3 separate regions of the Mus musculus genome follow, and all the other regions are linked to region 3. Evidence: chromatin contacts called from public Micro-C and targeted proximity ligation data. All regions are on one chromosome and are shown on one strand. The core of a region is the stretch at or near the end of the contact, and the rest is flanking DNA. Distances in the headings are between cores, read along the strand shown.

Evidence for each region. Hi-C and Micro-C count contacts between places; a contact is called where the count stands out from the background.
Region 1: a targeted proximity ligation map of pro-B cells shows a contact between it and region 3, with 6 times the contacts expected there. A contact is called at or near these places in 28 of 484 Hi-C or Micro-C datasets (the AML12 cell line, the Ba/F3 cell line, the C2C12 cell line and 20 more), 13 of 130 datasets of targeted methods (SST interneurons, bone marrow-derived macrophages, craniofacial prominence and 10 more) and 4 of 9 other capture datasets (adipose tissue, embryonic stem cells, liver and 1 more).
Region 2: a contact with region 3 is called in a Micro-C map of the G1E-ER4 cell line. A contact is called at or near these places in 13 of 484 Hi-C or Micro-C datasets (B cells, the G1E-ER4 cell line, Sertoli cells and 6 more), 15 of 130 datasets of targeted methods (the NIH/3T3 cell line, bone marrow-derived macrophages, cardiomyocytes and 12 more) and 4 of 9 other capture datasets (adipose tissue, embryonic stem cells, liver and 1 more).

Annotation. Positions count from the first base shown.
Region 1 is chr19:24,449,232-24,453,618 of GRCm38.p6, reverse strand. All of the region lies in intron 1 of Pip5k1b (phosphatidylinositol-4-phosphate 5-kinase, type 1 beta), which reads left to right. Among named protein-coding and RNA genes, the nearest start is that of Fam122a, 26 kb to the left of the region's middle.
Region 2 is chr19:24,510,508-24,515,484 of GRCm38.p6, reverse strand. All of the region lies in intron 1 of Pip5k1b (phosphatidylinositol-4-phosphate 5-kinase, type 1 beta), which reads left to right. Among named protein-coding and RNA genes, the nearest start is that of Gm52399, 30 kb to the right of the region's middle.
Region 3 is chr19:24,298,060-24,302,952 of GRCm38.p6, reverse strand. The region is part of intron 14 of Pip5k1b (phosphatidylinositol-4-phosphate 5-kinase, type 1 beta); the gene reads left to right. Among named protein-coding and RNA genes, the nearest start is that of Fxn, 20 kb to the right of the region's middle.

The DNA.
Region 1 (4,387 bases), core at 1,464-3,963, 150 kb before region 3:
GTTGCTTGTGGTGAAACGGCTTTGAAAGGGCTTATGAATTCTTTCGGCATAACCTTTGTTGGGAAAATGAATTACAAGTGGTTCGTTTTATGCCGAGCCTTTTGTTATCACCATTTAAAGCCATCCTGTTTGTTCACTTTGTGAGAGCTATTCTGCGGGCTGATGAATGTGTTTTATGAGAGAATAGAAGAGCCTGCAATTTGTTTTGATTGATCTTCATTTGGATTCAAAGAGAGCAGGTGCTGCCGTTTGGAATTGGTTTTGGCAGTGGCTCGGTTATATAAATATTAGAAATACAGACCAAAGCTTCTTTTAAATTATCTTTCTCCATAATGTAGGAGAGCTTTACGTTGAGTATTAAACCCTGTGGTTCTATTTTTACAACTTCTCATATAAACATGTTACATACCATATGTTTGAACATATGTATGTATATGTGGGCTCCATTGTGCAGATGTATAGCATGCAGATTTTCCATACTTCTTTAAAAGTGTATGCAGATATTATTCTCTCTCTTTTTTATTATTCACTTAAAAAATCTAAGAATGTGATTTCTGAATATAACAAGACGCTTTATTTTTTTTCTTCTAGTCTGAAAAGTGTAGACAGTTCTAGCTTTAGAAATTATGTCAAGGGTTGTTTTCAGTTGAGTGTGGTTTTTGTTGCTAATCTTTAAGCCTTCGAGAGTGACCCATTGGAGTTTTAAATCTTTTTTTCCCTGCTTTTCTGCATCTTTGTTATTGTTGTTTGTTCCCAAAAGCCCCATTGAGGGCTGCTGTGCCTCTCCTCAAACACATGGGGCAGATTATGGAAGTACTCCCTTTCCAGCTAGACTATGTACTTGCCCACATAGCTGCTCTCATCTTGTCCTCTGCAAACCGCCTTTGTTCAATGTCTGTGCTCCTCAGATAAGCAAATGGAACGTTCTGTGACACCCCCCCCCCTAGACTGGACTGACCCAGTTCCTCCTGCAAAAATCCAGAGCAGAGCTCATGGCTCACTGTGTCTGAGCTGTCTGCATTCCTCTCTCCCTCCCTCCCTCTCTCCTTCCATCCCACTGTGGTGATTTCCTAGTGAATTAGGCCCTGTCTTTGTCCTTATGGCCCCAGAGCCAGGCTCACTACCTGACATGTGATACTCATTAAACGTTTATTGAAAGAATGGGATTATTTGTTGTTTTCATAATGAACACGAAAAGAGAATGATTAAAATAAAAAATGATTAGCAGTGACATCCACACATACTCTGTCTGCTTTCTGTTTTGAGGAATTTCGGAAATGTGGATGTACATACAGCCTGAATGGCGTGAGAACATTTAAATATTGCTATCTTATGGAAGCTCAGTTTCCAGAGGGCAGGAACACTGGGAGGATTAAATCCCTGATATCCCCTTCTCACTCCAATCAGGATCGAAGTGAGGCTATTATCAGAGGAGCCTGGCAATGCCACCAAACCAGAACTCCCTACCGGGTCAGCACAACTCATGGTAGGAGAGAAGGGGATGAGAACCAGAGGTCACAGAGGGTCAGCCGCAGAGATGGACAAAACCCTGACTATAAAGCCTAGCTCACCCTTAGTCTTAGTCTCACTTCCTTGGTGTCTAATGAGCTGTTTGTACTTGTCCTTAGAATCCTTCACCTCTTGTATATTTTTGCTGACCTACTTAGATAATTAGCCTCTTTCCCCATCATTTGACCTTGCCTCAAACCCAACTATGGCAGATTAAAAAGAGCGAAAGATGTGGACCTAGCTAGGAATTGGGGGTTGTAGGCTTCCTCATGTAGTACTCCAGCATGGCCCCTAGGTACAATGCAACATCTAAAACCTTCAGTAGCTTTAAACCAGCTCCCCTTCCACCTTGGAAATTAAGAACGCCCTCTAGGTTCAGACTCAGTAATGCAGAACACGGTTTACATGAAATAATTATGTAAACTAACTGTAGGCTAACCTTTCAGATGCATTTATGGATTTAGAAATGCAGTGTAACTTTTATTAGTCTTTGGGTTGTTTCCTTTGGGGAGTAGAAGGCAGGGTGTTACCATGCTATAAAGAACATAAGATTTGAAGTCAAATGACTCGGAGGAGCCAGGTCTCAGCTCTGCCCACTCTAACCTGGGCTTCAGGCAAACTGCCCAAGGTCATGGCCCCTCTTCCTGTTACACCTGGGCTGCAAGGGCAACAGTGGAGCTCAGCAAATTGGTTGTGAGCCACTGAAGTTCTTTTTTTTTTTTTTTTTTTTTTTTTTTTTTTTTTTTTGGTTTTTCGAGACAGGGTTTCTCTGTGTAGCCCTGGCTATCCTGGAACTCACTTTGTAGCCCAGGCTAGCCTCAAACTCAGAAATCCACCTGCCTCTGCCTCCCAAGTGCTGGGATTAAAGGTGTGCGCCACCACTGCCCTGCACCACTGAAGTTCTTACCATAAAAATGGTAAGAATGCATTGCCAGCCTCTCACGCTCCACCTTTCCACTGAGAGCCACAGTTCTTATGGCTCACCACCTCGTGTCTACCTTCCGGCTTTCATTTTCCTTTCAGTTTTGTTCTTTGTCCTGGCTCGCCCAGCCCCAGTCGTTCCTCACTCTGGATCATCTCTGAAGTGGACCTAGCTGGGAATTCACAGGGGATTCACCTGCCTAGCTCAGGGACTCCGTGGTTTAGCAGGCTGGCCCTTGGGAGCCCCAACTGTAGTCTAACTTCTGCATTCTGGGCTCGCTCTTAGCCAAAAGGCTGAGAAGCTATTACAGGCCACGTTGTTCAGCCTTCACCACGTTGCTCAGGCTCCAACAGACATCTCTGCTTTTGGAGTCTTTAATACTATCTCATGTTGAAAAGATCAGCAGTGGCTTCCTGCTGATACCCATCTTTAACTACTACCTCTTGCTTAGTATTTTGTTTGTTTGTTTGGTTGGTTTGGTTTTTCAAGACAGGGTTTCTCTGTATAGCCCTGGCTGTCCTAGAACTCACTCTGTAGACCAGGCTGGCCTGGAACTCAGAAATCCGCCTGCCTCCGCCTCCCACGTGCTGGGATTAAAGGCATGTGCCAATTTGGCCTAGAACTCACTATAGATACCAAGATGGCATTGATGTTAGAGATTCTGCTGTGTCTGCATCCTGAGTGCTAAGATGTGTGCTAACAGCCCTTCTCTAGCTTTTTCCCCGCCCAGCACTTCAGTAACCCATTCCATGCATTACATTCCTTCTCTGGACTCCATGTAGTTATGTTTTCCCTAGTGGCCTCTGGCAACACTCTTGAAGTGGTCGGTTACCTATATTTCGTTTACTGGTTAGCGTGGTTTAACATGGCCTCCGAGCCCGTGAGGCATGCTGAAAATGATGCTTCCTCATTCTTGTTGTGCGTGGGTAGTAATTAGTCACTTGCTTAGGTGAGTGGCCCAAGGATTTGAGTTTTCGAAAATTCTCACAGCACACCCACACTGAAGTAGGGGGTCCTTGAGGTAGGAATGGGGAGCATTCCCATTCCCTAAATGCCTCCCTCCTACAAGTCAGCCTTCCAACAAGAATACCTGCCCTAAGAAAATTAAAAATGGCTGCATCCCATCCGCTTTATGAAACAAGTATCAAAATAGCACACTGAGGGCTAAAGAGAGGACTCAACAGCTGAACGCCTGTATGGCCCTTGGAGAGGCCCTGATTTCAGTTCCCAGCCTCGCATCCAGTGGTTCACAACCACCCGTAACCCCACCGCCAGGATGTCTGATGCCCTCTATAGGCAACTTCAATTCATGTGCATAAACCTCCACATAGATACATGCATGTATATGATTAAAAATAATTTGTTACTGTTTGAAAGCTAAATTGAGGAATGTTGAGAAACTGTAATATGAACTGAGATAATGTGCATAACACCATTCATATGTCATAGCATGATGGCCGACACTGGTAGACCTAGCACTTGGAAGTCTGAGGCAGGAGGGTCACTTTGAGCTTAGGAGTTTGTGGATAGACTAGTATCATATTCTCTTTGAAAATATTTTTTTTAATTTAAAAAGATAGTATCCATTGTTTACTATTTCTGTGCATGAGAAGATAAGTGTGTGAGGGTGTGCAAAAGTGTGTGGGTGCAGGTGTGTGTTAGCGTGTGTGTATGTGAAGCCAGAGGTCAGCCTCAGGTATTCCTCAGGATCCATGTATCTAGTTTTCTGAGACAGTCCCTTTGTGGACTCTGGCTTACCAATTGCACTGTGCTAGCTGGCCAGTGAGCTCCAGGCGCTACCTGCCTGCCTCCACAGCGCTAAGATTACAATCATGCGTCACACTACTTGGTATTTTACATGGGTGAAAGGATCAAACTCTGGACCTTGTGCTTATGCTAGAAGCACTTTACCAACTGAGCCATCTCCCAAGCTCCTGAATTATTATTATTTTTTAA
Region 2 (4,977 bases), core at 940-3,439, 210 kb before region 3:
TGGTCATGCCTAGAACAGTTAGTTACCCAACCTCTACCAACAAAGACACGTGTGACGCAAAGACAGGAAGCCACGTCCGTGCGGCCAAAGAGACCTGTCATATACATACACATCAGATATCTGAATTTTCTCTCTGAAGAAGCAAACGTGATTGGATGGGCTCTTGTTTTTGTTTTGGGTTTTGGTTTTAGGTGGTGTGTTGTTCCTGTGGCTAAAGAAGTAGCTAAGACCTTTAAAACCTTCAACATGTACCTGGTTTGGGGGAGGTTTTGCTCTGGCTGATATATTAGATGTTGGGGGTTGGTTAAGTGTTAAATGCCTCCGTGCAGTGTGACATAATGGGCCGGAGAGTTAAGTGGCTATAGTGGGTGCAGCTAAGGTCAGAGGTGACCCACTGCCTCTCTGCAGTCACAGATGTGCACAGCATATAATGATATATGCTTATCAGGAAGATCTCTGGAAACAGGTTGCGGGGTACCGTGCAGGAAAAGAGAAAGCTTGGAACTGGGGTTCCCGGTCAGCAGCTCTGATGAGATCATCGGGGCTCCCTCTGCAACCAAGCTGTTCACATGCCATAAACTGTGATATGACTCAGGGCAAATATTTATTTAGTGAGAAGTGTAGGTGTGACAACAAGGCCTCCTTCTTTAAGGAGCATTTCCTCATGACGCTCATTAGGTGGGAGCAGCTCAGACTGTAAATGTCACATGAGCTCAGCTTAAACTGTCCTGTGACTACTTATCCCTGAGCTGTAAGATTTCAGGCTCGGATAGGACTTGATGGGCCTGGGGATGTTTTGCTTATAAAGTGGGAGGGGTTAGTGGAAGTCGGAGATCAGAGTAAATATTGGTTTCAAAATCTCTAGTATTTCTGTTATATTTTTTAATTTGATTTTTTTTTTGAGACAGGGATTCTCTGTGTAGCCCTAGTTGGAATCTACAGAGAAATTTCTTCATAGCTCAAGCTTGTCTCAAACTCAGAGATCCACTTCCCTCTGACTCCTCAGTGCTGGGCTGAAAGGCACACACCCTGCTACTGTGTAGCATTTCTGAATGGCACTTAAGGAGTTAAGTTCTATCACTCCATAGCACAGATAAAATGATTGCTCATGTTTTACAGTTTGTTTTACAGTCTTTTCATAAGCAGGTATGTGTATGGATAAATAAAAACATAAATTTAAATTTATGAATCATATATGAATCAATATGAAATTTCTTAATGTTGTGGTTTTTAAAAGCTATAGTGTCCTACAACTGTGTGGGCTTCAGAGATTACATTGAGGTCATCAGGCTTGGTGGCAAGCATCTTTACCCACCGAGCCATCTCATCAGCTTCTGCTTACGTGATGTCTCGCCTTGTTTCATTTTTGTTGTTTGTTTGTTTGTTTGTTTGTTTTCTTTTAAAGTCTCACTCTATAGTCCAAATAGGCCAGGAACTCTATGTAGCCCAGGCTGGTCTTGAACTCACACTTCGCCTGCTTCAGCCTCTCTTTTGGTTTATTTTTGCAACGCTAGGGAAGCACTGTGCATACACTGTTGAACCACCTGACGGAGCCTTGCGCACGCTTGGCAAGCACTGCGCATGCGCTGTGGAACCTCTCTGCCAGCCACAGAAAATGACTTGTTTTACTTAGCAGCGCATATTCTCTGTCATCTGAACACTGCTTTAGGAGTTTCATGCAGAACCAGGTCCCCCGTCATTGCTTCGGTTCCTTCCAGGCCTTCCATTTGGGAGACATGACACCCTTGGCTCCTGAGCACAGCGCTGAGTACAAACAGTTACATATTCCATTCTAGAGAGTGTGATCCGTAGGGAGGATCCCTGAGCACTCTGTGCCTTCCCGAGCCAACTCTCTGATATCACGGTGGAGGGTAATTTAGTGAGACAGTTCACTAACTAGATAATTCCAGAATTCTATGATTTGAAACATTGGGGGGTGGGGGAGCAGGGACAATGCGTTCTGTGTCCCAAACAACTGAGTTTTTGTCTCCCGACTCCATTGAGATGTCTGGGCCTAGCTGTACCTATAGTCACTGAGTACGCAGATAGGTGCGTATAAGGTATGCGTACAGATAGCAGTGATCAAAGACGGGCTGTTTGGACTTTACCATGTTTTACTTACCCTCTGCCTTGAGAGCCTTCGTGAAGGCACTTGTCTTCTGCTCACAGTAGTTCTTTGAAGCATCCGTCATTATCTCCTCTCTGCAGATGAGGGACTTGAGGCCGGCAGAGGCGAGATAAAGCCCACCCAGCTCCCAGCTCCCAGCTCCCAGTTCCCAAGCCTTTCTTCTCTGGTGCCCGGTGCCTCCCAGCCCCATTCTAGCGAGCTTTCCTCTTAGCTGCTTTCTCTTGCCAAGTCCTTCCCTGCGGGCGAAAGGCCATCTTTTAAAAAGATCATTGTAAAGTAGAATTGTTTCCTTCTAGATATCCAGAATATGGGTTCCCTCTGAGCCAATCAAATGCCACCATGCACCAGTGTTTCGGGTCTCAGCCGTGGTGAGGGGCCAGTAGGCGTGGTCCCAGTGGCTGATGCAAAGACAAGGAAAACCTCCTAAAATCACACCGTACAGTTGCAAGGCTTAAATATACTGCGAGTATATTTAAGAGCTTGGGGTGTGAAGAGAGGACACATTTGTCCTTTTAATATATTATATTACAGTAGTCACCTAAATGTCACTTGAGACCTGAGCTGGAATGCACATTTGCTCCTCATCCGAGAGATCCTTCAGGACCCTGTCTTGCCTCAGTTTCTCTGCTAGGCCTAGAGATTCCACAGTTGGAAACAGGCCCCGAGCTTGCAGATGCTTTGTCTTATTTGAGTAGCTCAAGTGCCAAAAGGCCTTTTTATATTACCTCAATGTCAGATTAGTTCCCTTAGAAGTAGTATGGCCATGTGAGGAAAAATGCTTCATGTAGGACCAGGCAAGCCATATCCCAATGTGGGCTGACTTGTTAAAGGGTGAAAATCATCACTCTTTGTGCCATTGCTTCGCCAAAGTGCCAATCTATTGAAGGTTGAGTCTGTGTCATTCTTTGTAACCCTGTGGACTGGAAGATTTGCTTTACAGGAACTAATAGAAATTGGGGATAAATGTTGGACGTATCCATCTGGCCTGCAATGCATACTTCCTGGTTTCCTGCTGAGTATAGACACAGACTTTGGGCTTCTCAGGAAGTCCCAGAATGCAGTGTCAGGAATCTGTCATGTTCCGGTGGTAACTGAGGAGAGGAAGGCTCACAAGCGTGGAAGATGAAGACAGCCAAAGCCTTATCCTGGATGTTCAGGCCTAAGCTCGGGGTGTAGGCTCTTTCCGCAACAATCCCTTGAACTACATTTCTCTCCCTGGAGTAGGAGGAGGGTGTAGGAGTGAGAACCAGTGACGTGGACGAGAAGTCAGTAACTTTAGCTGTTTTAGCTGTTCCCAGATCTGCCTGGTGTGACTGACTGAGGATGGGCCACATTGCAAGATGAACCCAGACACGATAGTGATCTTAGTGTTTAGGTTGGGAAGTGTTTTCTTTCCCTGGGAGATATGGAAGTCTGCTGAGGAGGTTCGAAGGATTGAGGAGTAAGGCAAGAGCCATTTGGAATTCAAGACCACCACCTTCCATGAGAACCTAGACACTGAGGGCCCATGAATTCCCCAAGTGTGTGGGCTGGAAGCAGGCAGGAAGAGATCTGGAGGAGAGACCCGACAATGATAAGGGTCTGCCACAAGAACATAGGCTGCTTCCTGGGCTGAATTGAGTTCCCTTATTCTGCATGGTGAAGGCAGGTTCTGGCTGGGAACCTGGACTACTGTCCCCTCAGGACAATATGGCCGAGGCATGGTAATGGAACCTATACTAGAACTTATTAGAGACTAAGGTGGAATGTGGCAATGAGGTTGAAGGGAGAAAGTAACAACACCACAGAAACTGGGGGCAAGAGCTCTCTAGACACAGCAGCTAGAGTGTCCCTGAAGAGCCTTGTAGAGCCCAAAGGTTCTAGAATCCTCTCTAGATGCCCTCAACTCAAAGATGTACCTGTGACGGATCCTGCTCTTCCCAGGCATGAGTGACAGGTCACGGGTCTTCTTTTAGTGAGTCTTATTCCTCCTAAGGCCACTGGGACAGCCCACATTCCTCAAGGCCACAGCCTGGATGGACTCCCTCAGGAGGAGGCAGGCAGCTTATCTCGCTGCTCTGGTTCTTGTGCTGGGTCCTATCTGAATATTAACCCTCCAGGACAGCTCTTCAGGCATGGCACTTTGTCACTTGCCTATTGACTGTGAAGTAATGGACCACCAATGCCTCAGGCTAGCTTGCGGCTGATATACCTCTGCAGCAGCGTCCTGTGTGTTATCTTGGCAACAAGCATCTTTATTTATACACATGATGCCTTGCATTTGAAATTTGCTTCAGAGTTCTTACATTCTATTATCTAACAGGGCCCCGCTGTAAGAAAATGCAAGTTAGGAAACTAATTTGAGGCGAGAGTGAGGCAAAAATATGATCCTTACTGTTGCTTTTGTATAAATTATAACTTTCTTTAAAAAAAAAAAACAGCAAGTACTTCAGTTACAAAACAATAAAAAAATAACAGAGCACTGCAAAGCTGTGTGGTGTAAGCATCTCTGAGACCTACCAAAAAATCTAAAGAGTAGATGAAAACTTCCGGCCCAGCTATATAAAATAAGAAGTTGCGATGTCTTAAGTAGGAATCCCTTTACTGTTTGAAAGAAAATACGTTTGAAATGTCACATGGCAAAGAAATGGACGGTCTAAGCTGCAATCCATTTATTTATTTTTATCCAGGTGCTATTCACAGAGCATAAAAGTCTACTGTTTTAGGGTGAAAACTGGAGGCAAGCTGACTTCCCTCTGGCTCGAAGACACTCCAGAACATAGCCCAGGATACCTCAGTTCTGACCCCTTGAGCCGTAGGAAGGTGTTTAGCTGCCTTTCTGTTTTGTGGCTGTGTCTTCCATTGGGAGT
Region 3 (4,893 bases), core at 388-2,887:
TCTTAGTAGTGATATCCTAACCCACTTTGTGGTCAACTGATCCAAACTAAGTATTTAATTTATATCCCTGTGAAATATGCAGACTTACACCACATTGATTTGTGTGTATTGGGTAACCTGAGATTTCCTTTTAGGGATCCACCCAAAGTTGTGCCTTTGGGCTTACAGAGGCCTTGTGACTTTTCTCTGTAACTTGAACTGGAATTTAAAAGGATGGTTGACCTCTGAGGAGAGATAACAGTTTCATCATTCAGTATTCAGGCATTTAATTCAGGTCCTACCAATGTTTCGCCCAACACTGCTTTCCAGAGGTCCTTCACCTTCACACTGTACACCCCTCGGCTTCCTGGCTCATTTGCAAATATTCAAATCCAAGGGAGATGGTTTTTTAAGATGGCTTTATCCAGTGTGACCAAAGATGTTTCCTGTTGAATGCTGAGCTGATGAGCCACAGATTGGGGTATTGAAAAGCAAACAACAGAACTGAGTGGGCCGCACTGATGGGAAATGCGAGCTTCTGCCGTTCTCCTAGCGGGATGGTCGCGTGGATATCAGCCCCCGATGCTGCCTGTCACCCTGGGATGCTAAGGCAGCCTGCCTGGGGAGGGGAACCAACAAAAAGCCATTCCCACTGGGAAATGGAGTGGGAGAGAGTGCCCTTTCGTGGCTCCCAGGGAACGGGTTGTCAGTGAGAGGTGAAGGAATTGCATTCTTATTAACAGAGAAATCTAAAGGATGGCTGCCACCCAACAGCGACTTCTCTCCTTCTGTTACTCAATCCCATTGCCTTTACACTGGCCACATTAGCATCCTCTCAATAACACGCCCTTTATCTGTGAAAGTGCTTCTGCAAAATGGCTGTTTGAAGTGCAAAAATAACTGCATGTAAGGAAAAGAAACAGTTAAACCCCACCCCACCCCCAATTCTCTGCCATACTAGTATTGGAGATTAGTGTGCTGACCTACTGTCAGCCCTTGGACAGCTTGATTATTCGGTGTGTTTGGGGTTGTTAATGCTACCCTTTGATCATGGGAAGAAGGGTGGCAAAGAAGTGAGCGTGGTTGAATAAACAGCTGCCACGCCATGGTGTGGGAGGAAAGCCTGAGAAAATACCAAGACAAACGCTCAACAAATTAGGTCACAGGGGTCTTAGAAAACTCAAAGCAGGGGCTTTGGCAAAAAGAAGCTGAGTTTCTGAACTTGAATCCTTAGGCTTGGAGGTGAATGATGCCTCCCCGGCCACACCGCATCAGTAAGGGTCTCTAATCTTTACCTGCTTAAGCCAGTACCGGCTGCCCCAGGGGGTGTTGATTGGAAACTCTGGCATTCCCACTGCCTCTCCCGAGGGAGCTGGATTCCCAGGTCTAGGTTACTCCAGGTCTAGGGGATCTAGTGCCCTCTTCTGGCCTCTCCAGGCACCAAACATGCACAGATACACATGCAGACAAATACGTATGCATATAAAATAATAAAATAAAATTTAAAAATATAAACAAAGCTGACCAAGTCTGACAGTACATGAGAAGGGGTCCAGGGGAGGAGCCTGAAGGCCTGGCTTTCCTTTGTTTGTTGGCCTGTATTACTCTCCTGCTGTAAGAAATTATCACAAACTGTGTGGCTTAAGCAACAGAAATGTGTCACCTCCTAGAGGCCCTGGGTCTGAACACAACATACCCACAGTGCCTTGCTCCCAGAGCGGATGTGAGGACAGATCGCTACCTGTGCTTGCAACCTCTCTGGGCTTCATATGTTTACTGGTAGTCGGAATCACTTTTCCTCTGATTCTGAAAGCAAGCCCCTATGATTGACAGCCACAAACTCACTGATCGGTGTCCCTCCTTTCCACAAACCCTCTGCTGCCACCTACTGGTGAAAAGGCAGCTCTGCCCATGGGTCTGGGGGAGTGACTGAAGGCTCTATTGAAACCTAATGAAGAGTGAGTATGGGGCTCAATAACCTGTTTCCTCTTGGTGCACTTGACCACATTCTTCCAGCATAATGCATCTCAGCTCATCAGGTAGCAGAGTCTTTGGGCATCAAAGGCATCTCATACCACAGGCCTAGCATCTGCCGTCTCAGGTTGGCCTGGAGGCTGCAGTTAGAATCGTGCAAAACAGAGAGGAGAGAGGCTCATCTCTCAGACTCCAGCATGCGCTTCTCACCCACTTTAGTCTCTGGGAAAGCCTCCTCTTGACCCTTTAATCCAGCATAGAAAATGCCACTTCTGCAGTTGAGACAGCAAGGGTAACACTTGATCTTAGCCAAAAGGCCGAGAAGCGTCAGCAAGTGTAACATAGTAGCAACAAACACCCAGTGCTCCAGGCCTCCCTTATGCTGTCTGTGACCTATCCTGCTTAGGGGAGTAGGATTAAATATAATAAAATGAAAATATGGATAATTTAAAGACAAGAGTATTCTTTAAATCCGTGGGGCTCCTGGCCACTGTTTCTTTTTGCTAGAGCTGTCACAGCCAAGCACTAGGATAAGTCACTTTAGAGTGTAGGAAGGTCTTCTTTCGTGTCTCTATAGACTGGGAGTTAGTTCACAGTCAGGTGTCAGTGGGGTCCCTAGCTCCATTTCCAGAGAATCTGTGTAGGCCTCTCTACTTGGCTTACAGATAACTGTCTACTCCCTGGGTCTACACAATGTCTACTCTGTGTGTGTCTGTGTGGTCCAAACTCCCTGTGTCTAGAACAGTAGTTCTCAACCTTCCTAATACCATGACCCTTTAATACAATTCATATTGTGGTGATGTCCCAACAAATAAAATTATTTTCATTGCTACTTCATAACTGTAATTTTGCTACTGTTATGAATTATAATGTAAACATCTGTGGGTTTTTTTTTGATGGTCTTAGGCAACACCTGTGAAAGGGTCATTTGTGCCCCACCCCCACCCAAAGGGTCACAACCCGCTGATTAAGAACCATTGCTCGGGCTGGTGAGATGGCTCAGTGGGTTAGAGCACCCGACTGCTCTTCCGAAGGTCCAGAGTTCAAATCCCAGCAACCACATGGTGGCTCACAACCATCCGTAACAAGATCTGACCCCCTCTTCTGGAGTGTCTGAAGACAGCTACAATGTACTTACATATAATAAATAAATAAATAAATTAAAAAAAAAAAAGAACCATTGCTCTAGTAGGACACTCGTCCTGATGAAATAGGACCTAATCTACCATCTCATTTAAACAGATCTCCTCTGTAAAGACCCTGTCTCCAAACAAGGCCATACTCTGGGTGAATGACAGTTAGGGGCCTCCACCTTAGAGGGACATGGGTTAGCCCATGACAACCATCGTGTACTCCAGTAGAAAGCAGCACTACCTCTCCGTACTTCCACAGACAGGGCCTGGTGAGCCTTCGGCTTCACAATGTCCTTAGCTCTAGTGTGGCTGGGGATAGCCCTTCATGCTGATGACAAAGCAGCCAGGAACCAAAGCCTGGGCTCTTTGTCAAATGATATCAGCACTGGATTCAGTTCCCCATCTCCCAAGTACAGCAGAAGCTGAGGTCAATCAATCAATCAATAAACCAGACTCCTGGAGCTGCAGGTCGGTGTGCTCTGAGGTGCTCATGGAGCCACGGAGATTGGCAGCAGGCTCAGTTGAGTACCAGAAGTTCCCCTGTAGAATAATCAAGATGCATGAATCATTGATGTCCTCCATCACCTCCCCGCCCTCTGGAAAGAAATTAATGTTAAAATATTACTGCTGCACTAACAGTTTTGAAATGAGAGACCTTGACCTCAGTCTTTTCCCTGACATCTACCTGCTGCAGCAACAGGGCTCTTTGATGGAGCACAGGAGATTGGCAGGAGACCAGATAAACCACAAGTTTTGACCAACATTCAAAAATCCAGTCAGTGACATTCCACCAGATTAGACCCAGATAGATGTCTTCACCCAAAGTGTTCAAATCCTTCAAGAACAGCTACAGTCCCATCTTCTACACCAAAGCTGCTCAGAGGAAGTCTGCTGCCCTGACCCTTGGGAAAGAACAACCGTACTTCTGGCTAGGAGTCCTAACATTTATTTAAGAGTAATGCTAGGGAATTTGGACCCAGACTCTTCTAAAGTGTTTGTATTGCTATGACAAAATACTTGAGATAACCCATTTAAAAAGAAGAAAGGTAAGGCCAGATGACTCAGTAGGTACAGGCACTTACTCCCGTACCTTATGACTTCTTTTCTACCCTTATCCCACATAGGGGAAGGAGAGAATCAATTCCCACAAGTGTCCTCTGACCTCCAGATGTGTGCCAGGGCATGCATGCCTCTACACACACACACACACACACACACACACACACACACACACACAGAGGCACAAGCACTCTTGGGCGCATACACTCCCTCACAAAGTATGTATTGTTTTTAAAGGAAGAGAGGTTTATTTGGGGGATTGTTCTCAGCCCATAGATGCTTGGCTCTGTTACACTGGCTACATGTGAGGCAAGACGTCATGAGAACACACATAGCAGAGGAGAATCACTCGCCTCATGGCTCAAGTCCCCATATCCTTTTCAAGGTCCTGTTCCCATGACTTTATCAACTCAGAAACACAACTCTTACCTCAAAGAGGATAAAAGTTTATTCTAAAGCCAAATCTTAGAGACCAGGACCTAAGAAACCTTAAATTCCATGTTCCAACATGTAAGCAGTTTCCTGAAGTTTCTATTGTAACAGAAGAAAGAACATTATAAGTCAAACCACTTTTAAAACACACTAGGAAAAACCTCAGACAGGTGGGTCACACAAAGGAGAGAGATCTTATCATCTGCCTCTGATACTGGGGCTCTGTGGGGGCTAAGTTAATAGATCCCAACAGAATCCCAGCGGGTTCTCATCTGATCGTCGCTAGATGTTCGTTTCAACACAGAGTTAGGTATGG